Regions from separate parts of the Zea mays genome. Here region 2 is linked to region 1. Evidence: chromatin contacts called from public Hi-C data. All regions are on one chromosome and are shown on one strand. Each heading gives the region's core, a stretch centred on a gene start, on an enhancer-like site or on the middle of the called end of the contact. The rest is flanking DNA. Distances are from core to core; before and after follow the strand shown. Region 1 holds the start of LOC100272758. Region 2 holds the start of LOC100280886 (chaperone protein DnaJ).

What was found. A called contact is a pair of places that touch in the nucleus more often than the background predicts.
Region 2: a contact with region 1 is called in a Hi-C map of leaf, with 5 times the contacts expected there. The contact joins the promoter of LOC100280886 here to the promoter of LOC100272758 in region 1. A contact is called at or near these places in 3 of 25 Hi-C or Micro-C datasets (ear, endosperm and leaf).

The regions. Positions count from the first base shown.
Region 1 is chr10:111,352,995-111,358,677 of Zm-B73-REFERENCE-NAM-5.0, forward strand. LOC100272758 reads right to left here and starts at 2,511. Exons shown (of 2, transcript NM_001319979.1): 1 at 1,757-2,511; 2 at 793-1,109. The coding sequence starts at 2,209. The coding sequence ends at 1,020.
Region 2 is chr10:111,623,296-111,628,978 of Zm-B73-REFERENCE-NAM-5.0, forward strand. It overlaps LOC100280886 (chaperone protein DnaJ), which reads left to right and starts at 2,063. Exons shown (of 1, transcript NM_001364650.1): 1 at 2,063-3,044. The coding sequence starts at 2,185. The coding sequence ends at 2,550.

The DNA.
Region 1 (5,683 bases), core at 1,261-3,760:
TATATATATATATATATATATATATATATATATATATATATATATATATATATAATTGTTCTCCCTTGCATGTTATCTATACCATTGCCCACTGGCTTCGAACATGAGCTATTTTGCAGAAGACGGAGTTGGGATCTATGGCTGTGAAGGCTACTCATTACTTGGTGCAGGTGGCCAAGGACTTTTTTTCCAGGCACATAGGTGGCGGTCCAGTCATCAGATTGACTACCGTTAGAGTGTGTGGTTTGTCATTTTCTGTTATTTTAAGTTGTGTGTTGTCTAAACAGGGGCGGAAGATGTTTCAATGGCTTGTATCACCTCGATGTAATGTACTTTAAAACTATAAATAAATTCTTTATCAAAAATAATCTCACACCATGAAAAAATAAGCTCACACTACACGACGGTTCACTCACAGTGACCTACGGTTGGTTGCTAAAACGGTCTTCAGCGACCTACGGTTGGTCGCTAAAAACTTTTAGCGACCCATAAGGATGGTCACTGTAAGTGCCATCGCTAAAGGCTTTAGCGGCCGACATCTTTTTAGCGACCGACCGTCCGTTGCTAATATTGTACATTTAGCGACCAACCTTGGGTTGTTGTACTATAGATTTAGCAACCAACTGTAAGTCGTCATACTATACATTTAGCAACCAACAGAAAGTCGCTCTTTTTACAGTTGTTATTAATAATAATATACATTTAATTAAGCACCACAAATCACGAATTTTATACACAAATCATAAAGACATACACAGTTAATCAGTATACCACAGTCATAGATCCATCACATAAACACAAAAGCACCACAATTATATATTCACAAAAGCATCACAATTATAATATCATTCACAACTAGATCATTTATAGATAGCTAGCTAGATCATTCACAAAAGCTCCAGAGATGATCAGTCACAAAAGCACCACAACGACATCACTCCAGCTTGAAGCAGTTCAAAAGCCCACAACTACATCACTAATGTTTCATATTACTCCAGCTATTGTTCAAAAGCCCACAACTACATCACTCTAGCTGCTCCTGAGTAGTTACCACACTCAAACTGAAATTTGGCACACTGATACAGAGCTTCAATCTGGTCAGGACCGATCTACATTGGTAAACAAGGATTAATCAATTCATTAGCATTTATCACAAAACAAGCTATAGCAATAAAAATGCACACCTTCAATGTTTCATCTGAATTTTGATCCTATTTAATATGCATTGTCCTTTCCCTACAGTGATCCAGCAGAGAAAACTCTCACTGTGAATTGTCCCTTGCTAGAGTTGAAAGAACATAAACCTGAACTAGCCACAATGGCGAAATCACTTTTTGGACTATAAGATACAAGGGAATCAACTAAGATAATAGGAAGAACTACATATGTCTATATTCTAGGACACATGTGCTAAAATGCCTATAACATACTAAATTATAGATAGTGCCAATAAAACACATCTCACAATCTACTTACCATAATATGGGAGCTAAAGTCACCATTCAGCCAATTCAAGATTCCTCGCAACATAGTGTACAACTAGGACCAAATCATATGCTAACTAAACACCTAGCCCCTAAGATTGCTCCGATGTATGAGCAAATCAATTTGAGACTTTTTAATGACCGCACAACCTCATAATTTCATAACAACATCTAATAAACACGGAAATCCACAAACCCGCATGCCTAGCCAACCAAAGTATACATGTCTCAAAAACGGGACTTGAGCAGAGGGAGTAGGGGGGAACCCGGACCTGATATCGCTCCTGGAGCATGTGGATGTTGTACTGTTTGTCGGGCCTGAACTCCTGCACGAGCTGCGGGTTCTGGAGGAAGGCGACGAACCGGTTCCTAGCCAGGACCACGGTGACCACCTTCCTCCCGAGCTTGGGGAACGCCGGCTCGAGCGAGTTGCCGCCGACGTCGAGCACCTGGAGGTTGGCCTGCTGGCTCATGTCCGGCAGGTTCCCGGACAGGTTGTTGGACGCGAGAACGAGCGACCGCAGCGAGGGGGCGCTTCCCAGGGACTCCGGCACGACGCCCTGGAACGTGTTGTTCCGCAGGCTCAGGACGGCCAGCGACGGCTGGGCGCCGATCCAGGTCGGCACCTCACCGCCCAGCATGTTGTCATCGAGGACCAGTGTCTGGAGACCGGCGAGGCGCGACACGCCCCGCAGGACCTCGCCGAAGAGATAGTTGCCGCTCATGTTGACGATCTCCAGCGACGCGAGGCGACCGAGCTTGCCCGGCAGCGGGCCCAGAGCTCGAGCCCGGACAGCGTGAGCACCTTGAGGTCGGGGAGCCTGGACAGCGTTGTGACCACGACCCCGATGGAGAAGTTCCTGGGCAGAGGCGGTGCGCCCGCGCCCGCGGCGCCCACGATGTGGAGCTGCGTCACGGTGTCCCCGTAGCACAGGACGGCGGCCAAGCCCACCGGGCCCATGGCGTCGCCGCCGCTGCCGCAGAAGTCGGTGCAGAGAGAGGGAAGAGGAGAGAGTGGGTGGCGGCTGAGGGAGAGGAAGTAGGAGGCGGCGGCCACAGGGAGGAGCCAGGGCGCGCGCTAGGGTTAGGTGTTGGGCCCCTAGTGGGCCGATTAGGATAGGGTTTGTGTTTTTTTTCTTTTTTCGAATTTCCTTTTTACTGTAACAAAAAATATATATACTCTCTAAAAATTATAATAAATCCCAAAAATAATAGTTTATAAATAAAATACATAATTTTCGAATAGATTCCATTTAAATCAACCGTGTGTCACAATAAAACAATAAAAGTGAGATTTTTGCAAATAATTATATACAAAATGATTAACCTTAAAAATTGAGTCAAACAGATTCAAGGTTCAAAACCTTAAAAATCCTTTTTTACAATTCGTTTTCTTTTCCATAATTCTTTTTTTCTTTTCTACAATTCTTTTTTCTTTACTACAATTTAGCGATCAATGTTTAATTGTTTTAATTAATTTTTAGTCACTAACATCTACAGGCACGTTCAGGCTATAAGATTTGATAGTGATCCTTGCTCTATAGCGACCCACCGCTAGTCCCCAAAGACATCTATAGCGACCAACCATAAGTTGTTAAATTTTTAGACTTTTAGCGACCTACCGACCGTTGCTACAAAAGGATTTAGCGACTGATCGTCGCCCCCTAACCTTTAGCAACCAACAGTTGGTATCTAATAAGGGTCGCTAAAGATCAACTGTCGTGTAGTGTCAATTGAAATCACACTACATCCGGCAAAGAAGTTCAATCTAACAAATAAAAGGGGTTATGCTTCATTATATTGCATGGTACAAATATATGATAAAAACCTGTAACACATCCCCACATCTTGGGGTTGCAAAAAGACCATAAAAAGAGATGCTCCTCATATACTACAAACTCAAACAAACTATATGGCCGATTCCTTTAGACTTTGGATTGGAAACATGTAATAACAGTCAACTTTGAGTAACAATGTAACAATATAAAAAATGTACATTTAACCGCAGTTAATAAAAATGATGTAGGGACCTCTATAATGAGTTGATAAAAAATTGATAAAAACTGCTCGTGTTGCTTTCAAGTCACCAAAAGAAGCAGCAGCGCACGACCACAAATCTGACATCTGACATCGAGTAGTTGTTGCCGAGTGTCGACATGTGCATCAAATTAACATGGAACTCTATAGTACCTAACACCAGCTCTAAGGCATGTATAGCAGAGAGACAGCAAAACGGTTCTCCAAATACAAGATATAACTAATCGTGTGTTTGGTTGCCCGCATATGAAGAGTCAGACTCTCCACATGTATTGACCACGACTCGACCTGTGTTTGGTTCGCTGCATCTAGTCTTACTGGCACGCACGCACCGATGCAATTTAGAATTTGTCTAGATCCACAGATACGTAGAAATTAGTCGTACTCAGTGAAACATGCTCATGCGAGCTTGGCTACGCACGCCCATGCATCCAATCACACGGTAAGAGACTTCATTATACAATGGAGTGTATATAAATATAGTCTATTAATAAATACAGAAGTAAATGTGTGTGTACAACATCGGATCGATAGACCAGACAACGAATTAGTACAGTGGGAGGTGAGACGTCTGTTGCTATTTGGGTTACGAGGCAAATGCGTCTCTTTACGGAGAGATGGCTCCACGAATTTTCGCAATTAATCTCTTTAAACATCTCAAGAGCCTCTATATTAATCACCACTATACATACCCTAAGTCGATCATTTGACAAATGAACTGTGCATGCATGGCCTCATCTCTCGATGATCCCATCATCACAGTGGATGTAGGCTTAATTACAAATGCTGCTTCGTTCACTGCCGGAGTAATTAACTCAACCACCTTGCACACGAAGGACTAGTTTGGAGCTAAAATATCGAAGATGATTGGAGGTGCTAAAATTCACTTCTTATTCAATTTGAAGCTTAGTTTGGGAGTCACAGAACTGGAGGAGATTGGAGGGGCTAGAATCCACTTCTTATTCAAATTCTAGCCCCTCAAATCCCCTCCGGTTTTGTGGCTTCTAAAGAAAAGGATTCTAGGCCCTGCAATCTCCTTCAATTTTATGACTCTCAAACTAGCTATAAAGTGGATTTTAGTCCTTCAATCCCTTCTTATGGCTCTCAAACTAGCTCGAAAAGGTAAACCTGGACGTGGACCCGGTGTCATGTGTCAAGAGGCTATGAGCTATACTATATGCAATTGTGTACTACTCTCATATCAGCTTGCACTTGACAGCTGCTTCTTCGACACCTTCCCTTTTCTTTGGCAAAGAGTTGGTGAGAGATGCTTATCCAAAACTTGCCATTAGGAGGTCCATAATCGTGACATACTCGGATAAGCACGGCCGATATGTGGACTGCATCTGCCGATACAATTGCGATCAGTGGTGGAGCCAGGATCTTGATAAGGGTAGGGTCACACTAAAAAATATTTATGCAGCTACAATTTTTTAAACCATGCAAATGTATAGATAATAGCACATATAAACTTTATTTGAACCCAATAATTACAATTTAATGTAAAATTGACTTAAACAAGTGGTTACTTAGTTACCTATATATAAGAAAATGATATATCTTTGACTCAATGATCAATGATCAATTGATTGGTGTTGGTCACTTGTTTTCAAATGCTATGAATCAAGAACAAGACAACACAAGTGTTAATGGTTAAAGATCTTCGTCTTTCGTAACATTATCTTCCTTATGATATAATGATCTTCGGACGAAGGTCATGAATGACGTACCTTCATCATTTCAATAAGCAAAGATATAAACAGAGATATATGAAACGTGAAGGGAACATGAATAATCATTTCAACTAATTAGACTATTCATATCCTTATTATTTAATCATGAATAAACATCAACGATATTTAAATTATATTTGTACCTTTGGCTTGACAGAAGGTGAAAAACCAGGAGTGATGCGTGAATGATTATAAGTCAGCGTGAACAGTATGGTGTTACTGTTCATCTATTTATAGGCACAGGACGCAGCCTGGATGAAATTACATTCAAGTCCTTGACATTTACTGTTAACCCTAAGGCAAGCTATCGAGGATTAAACAGTCTTTTCCCCTTTAAGTCGGTTTATCCTTTCACCATCGTCAATCGTGCTGAGCCGAAGCTCCTTCAGCCACAGTTTCGGAGCTAGCTTGTCCTTTGTTCAGACTGCA
Region 2 (5,683 bases), core at 813-3,312, 270 kb after region 1:
TCTTATTTTTTGTTTTACTAGCAACCTACAGGCTATCTTAGAGGACCCATTCAGGACGGGCAACACCATCCTTGTAAGCCTCCACTTTTATCATCCAAGCGGCATGAACCATATGTTTATTGATACAGTTCATTGATCCAACTCATATCAGTTCACCTTAAAACGGTGTCTTATACTTAAATAAATTAGATTTTTTTAATATTGTCTAATAGTAATGGTTCCTGATGCAGGTTGGTATAGCATCATTCTCCGCAGTCTAAACTATGATGGGAAACACAATCTTACAACATATTACAACATCTGACCGGGACTGATCATTTTCAGTCAACGCAGATCAACACACATCTGTGTGCCCTCTACAACTGATAGCATCGGCGTCCTATTGGTAAACCTCAACAAGCAGAGTTCATAACAACCTGTGGGTTTTAGGGTTTAGGGTTTGGACAATTGGGTGATCTAGGGAGTGATTTTTTTCTAACTTATATTGCGACTTTTGACTTCACTGCAAGTGAGCTCACAAGACTAATTTGTGTCTTGATCTTTATCTGTTTTGACGTGAGAAGATTACTTATGTTTATGTTATTTTGTTACAGGGTTCCACAATTTTGATACAGTTGACATATAGCTAGAAGATAAGATGTTGGTTGTTGCATGCTTTAGAGGAAATCAAAGCCTCTCTTCCTTTTTTTACTCCATGGTTCTTTCAGGCAAATGTAACTTGTGGATGTAAAGTTGTACAGAAGTTGACATGGATAAACTAGCTTCATATATAGTTGGTGCCCAATATATCCAAGCTTTATACAATATTGTGGAACCCACAACGTTTCACGCACATAGAGAAAAACAGTTGGTAACTGAAATATAGGAATGGTTCATGTTAAAATAGGATATGTCAATCTCTACTTATCTCGATGAAGAAGGCAGTCTAGAAGATCACAAGGGAAAGGTATAAACACCAAACAAACTTTACTCGCAAATTCTGTTGGAACACGTTTAAATAACTATCTTATTTAAACAAGGTTTATGTATGTCCGTAACAACGTACATGTAACTGATTATACTACTATGAAGAAGGTAAGGGGTAGGTTGACCCTCTCTGGTTCTGCCTTTCCTATCTCTGACAAATGGACTCGACACTTTTGGCACAACCATCCACGCATGTCCTCCTCCAGCCCTTCCCCGCCTCTCACTTCAACCGCACCGCGCTCCGCATGCCACGACCTCCAGCCATCTGCTGCCCCCGAGCCTACTTCTCGACGCGATTCGCGTTCGCACACACCCGATGTCCTGCCCCGAGCCCGCCTCTCGATGCCCCCTCCCTTGCCTGCCGCCAAGAGTTCAGTTAATAATATTACTAAACAATGACATGCGTACACAAGTGTGACTCGTCGATTGATAACACCAGTAAACGAGATCTATGCGTGCACAAGTGTCACCCGTTGCAACGCACGGACATATACCTAGTAATACTTATATGAGACGATTAGACGCTATAGTATGTTTGACCATATTTATAGACATGATATGATACAATTACTAATCGTGTATGTGTCTGATAGTGCCATATTTAATGTTGTGCTTTATAATAACCGTATCAGTTTCATATCATGCGGCACGTTTTTTTTTCAATCTATATCGCCAAGTAGTATTATGATGCCTTGCGGATTAAGTTAGTGGTAGTTGCATAGAAATGGTATTTCGATACCACAGATTATTGCCAGCATCTTGTGTGCCTGTCGGCCTAACCGTATTGTCGAGGGACAGCCGGTGAGGAGAATGGCAGAGGGCCAGTCCTCTGGAATCAGTGGGGCCACCGCCACCGCCAGCACAAGGAGAGCGAGAGGGTAGGCGATCAAGGTGGCAGGGCAGGCAACTCGACAGCGACAGCGCCGACAAGTGACCTCCCCCACTGGGCCACTAGCAGTAGCAGCCAGCTTGGTAATCGCCAAAAGCCACCCACCCGGCCGCGACCGGCAGCAGCCTCGTCTTGACGGGTCGTCGGGCCGGGTGACTCGCGCTGGTGCTCCGCTCTATAAAACTCCTCGCCGGCTCACGCACACGCAGTCGACCAGGTCCTCCACCGCAAGAGACAGAGAACTAGAGAAAGCCATAGCAAGCAAAAGCACAGGAGCGCAAGAGCCCAACAGGCGCCAAGAAAGCACCGCCCGGCCGGTCCGCGCCAGTATGGTGACGGCGATCGCGGTGGCGTCGGCGGGGCTCGGGATGCTGGCGGGCGTCGCGATGGCCAACAGGTCTTCGCCGCCGTCCGCGGGCGCCGCGCTGTGGAGGCCCGGCGGGGGCCCCGCGCTGCGCTGGGGCGGAGGCGCCCCGCGCTGCGAGGCGTGCGGGGGGTCGGGCAAGGAGGACTGCCGCCTCTGCGCGCGCTGGTCCGACGCCGGCGCCCGCGGGAAGAAGATTAGCCGCTCCGGGTGCGGCGCGTGCGCCGGCACGCGCCGGACGCCGTGCCGGTGCTGCGGCGGGTCCGGCACCGGCCGGCGCGCGCCCGTGCGGATCGCCACGTCCGCGCGCACCGCACCGACTGGCAGGTGATGACCACCTGACCGTCCGTCGCGCCGACGCCGACGCCGACGCCGATGCCTCGTCTCTTCGCCTCTCCTGGACCCGCCGGTTCTCCCGGATCATGGATGAAGGCGGCTCTGTGCGGCGCGCGGGCGACCTGCTGGCACAAGGGAATGACGGCGCGGAGCTCTTGCTCTCTTTTTTGGACGAAAAAAGATCAGAGATTGAGATTGTAGTAGTATTTGTTAGCTAGCGCGCTGGATTGATTAGCAAAAATTATTGAAACGCGCTATATTTATTTTGGATAGCAAGATGAGTTACGCAACGCACAGCTCGTCTCGCAATTCTCCCAATTATTGGCTGTCTTGCTCATGCCAAGACTTACAATTCTCTGACGACCGCTAAGATCTTGGAGCTGGCGATTTATTTCTGAGCTTCCATCCTCTCTCTAAGCGTACGTGAAAGATGTCGCTTAACAAAAGCATCCCAAACGATGCCAAATTCACGCAGCAGCGAGGTCGTTTGACGCTACACTACATCCAATAATCCCGTTCATCGTTCATTCAGTTCAGTGCAGAGGGGACAGTGAACACTGTAGTACCTGGGCATGTGCGTGTGAACGCACGAATCAAAATGGAACCCGTTCACATTTGTGCGCCCGACTACAATAGGCGGTGATGACATGACGAGAATCCTTACCTTCCGGATGGTCCTAAAAGGGCGATGTGACGTACGTAACTACTACAAATTTTTTCCTACTATCAGAAAAAGAATAGAACGTACGATCAGAGGCGGTGGGTTACTGTTATAGATATGTCTTTTAACTTGCGGTGTATCGAAAAAATGACACTCGACAACAACCATCTTAACCGAGTGAAGACTCTCAGCGGCAAAAGGTCTATTTATCGAGTGACAAACACTCGACATACTAAGACTCTCCGCACATTACCGTCAGCAGTCGGTATGTGACACTCGTTAACTATACCGAATGTCCATGGATAACACTTGGCAAAGTTTATTTGCTTTTTTCTCTTCCCCCAACTTTTTTGTAGTATATTCCTACGGTCTTTGGACCTGCATGTACAATTTTAGCACATTTATCAAAGTGTTTGCTATTCCTATTAGATTTAGTTCATTTAATTCAATTTCTTTGACAAATAGGCCATTGCCGATAAACTATTCACCGAGCCCTTATTGATGAGTGTAACACTCGAGAAAGCGTTTGCCGAGTGTTATCGAGGCTTTGCCGAGTGTCGTGGTTTCTGGAACCACGGGACAATAAGATTTGTATTCGACAGTGGTGTTAGCACAGACTCACTCCGAATGGTGAGCTACATATGGCTCTGGGGTGGATCCGAGGCGAGTTGGTTATACTGGTTCAGGCTGAAGCCCTAGTCAAGTGCAGTGCTGATTGTGGTATTTGCTTGGAACGTGTTACAGCTGATTGCTTACGTGAAGTCATAGAGATATGGGATAATGTTTGGATGGGGTTGTCTTGCCCTTTTATAGCCCGAGGGTAGACGTTACAATGAGGACTAGTATTCTACTGGTTGGAGTTTGGCCTCCTGCTTCTGGGCCTCGTAGCCCCGGTGGTCTCGTCTGTTGGGTCACGCTTCCAGGCCTCGTAGCTCTTGTAGAGTCGTCTGCCGAGGCGTGCACCGCCGTACTTCTAGTATGGCACCGCGTCTTGTCCGCCTTCTTGTAGCTACTCCGATTTAGACGTGGCAACACCTGGCAAATTCTGTTGAGTTAGCTCAAGGAGGGATTTAGGGATGTCTTCAGTACAACTTCATCTTCCGTTATCCCCCCAGTGTCACCTTTCATCATGCATAGATGCACGCCTGGTACGGTGTATTTCCCCGTCCCCTCCAGTGTATGGGTCACTGTGGAGACCTCAATGCTGAGGTTTCTACGGTCGAGGTCGTTCGGTCCCACGGGACAATAGGGTTACGTATCTGTCGTCGTGTTCGACAGATACCCCTCGATGTTGCTTCCATGGTCCGGGCATGGCTCGGTGATGTCCCGTCGTGTCGACGTGGTTTGGTAGTACTACGTCTGCTCTTCCCAGCTGTCGTCTTGTTGGATTACTCAGTGGCCCCGCCTCGCTGGGTTGGTCGACGATCCTGACCCGCTGGGTTGGTCGGCGATCCCGCCCTGCTAGGTTGTTCGGCGATCTGGTTGGCCGACAGCCTCTCCTCGCTAGGTTGCTCAACGAACATTTGTTCGATGGGTCGGTCGACTTGGTGGGCTGTCCCCGGGTTGCCTTTTAGGCCTTCCCACCGAACTGCTTGGCAGGTGGACCATTTTTGGGAGGCCTTGGGGGCCTTCTTTGGGTACCATGTTCCCAGGTACCCAACACTGAGTGCCACAGACACTCGACAAAGAACATTGTTCCGTTAGTGAATAGTAAAGATTAGGTGGGTTTACGCTGATAGATTGGGAGCGACAAAAGCTAAATGTCGTGGCTTGGACTGAGAGATCAAGGAGACCAGAAGATTGTCTGTGGGTGGCTGACATAGTGTATATAGAGGAGTAGGTCATATTGACTAAATCAATATGATAGTTGACTAAGTCAAATGAAGGCGTTAGAGGACTTTTGTAATTAGATGGTTGAGAACATGTGGTGACATGTGACAAGATTATGGAGGGAGCATAGTGGATACGCTTCAAAGTGGTTTAAGCCTCAAAGCCTAGTTAGTGTTTCGATGGGAATAGGAGACGACTAGTGACCATCAGATATACCGATGAAGAGTTGGACCATTTTACCCCCATGATTAATTGATTCGGCATAAAATATCTAAGAGCAAGTCAAGGATCTACTTGCAAGTCAAGGATATGTAATAGGCTCTATAAGTAAGAAGGGACGACTACTAAAGAAAAAACTCTTCTAGTGCTTTCAATTGAGTCTCAGATGTTTAGCCCATAGTTTTTGCTAAGTCTTTACTAAAAGAGATACATAGTTCGAGAGAGTGCAACCTCTACTGTGTTACTTTGGCAAATAGCCTAAGGGTCTGTTTGGTTGGGTTGTAGCTGTGGAAAAAGATGCTGTGGGCTGTGAGCTATGGAAAAAGCTGTTGTAGGCTGTGTGCTCTTAAAAAGCTAAAAATCGTTTGGTGGAAACCACTAAAAGTCGTTAAAAGATCTTCGATATATGTTTTCACAG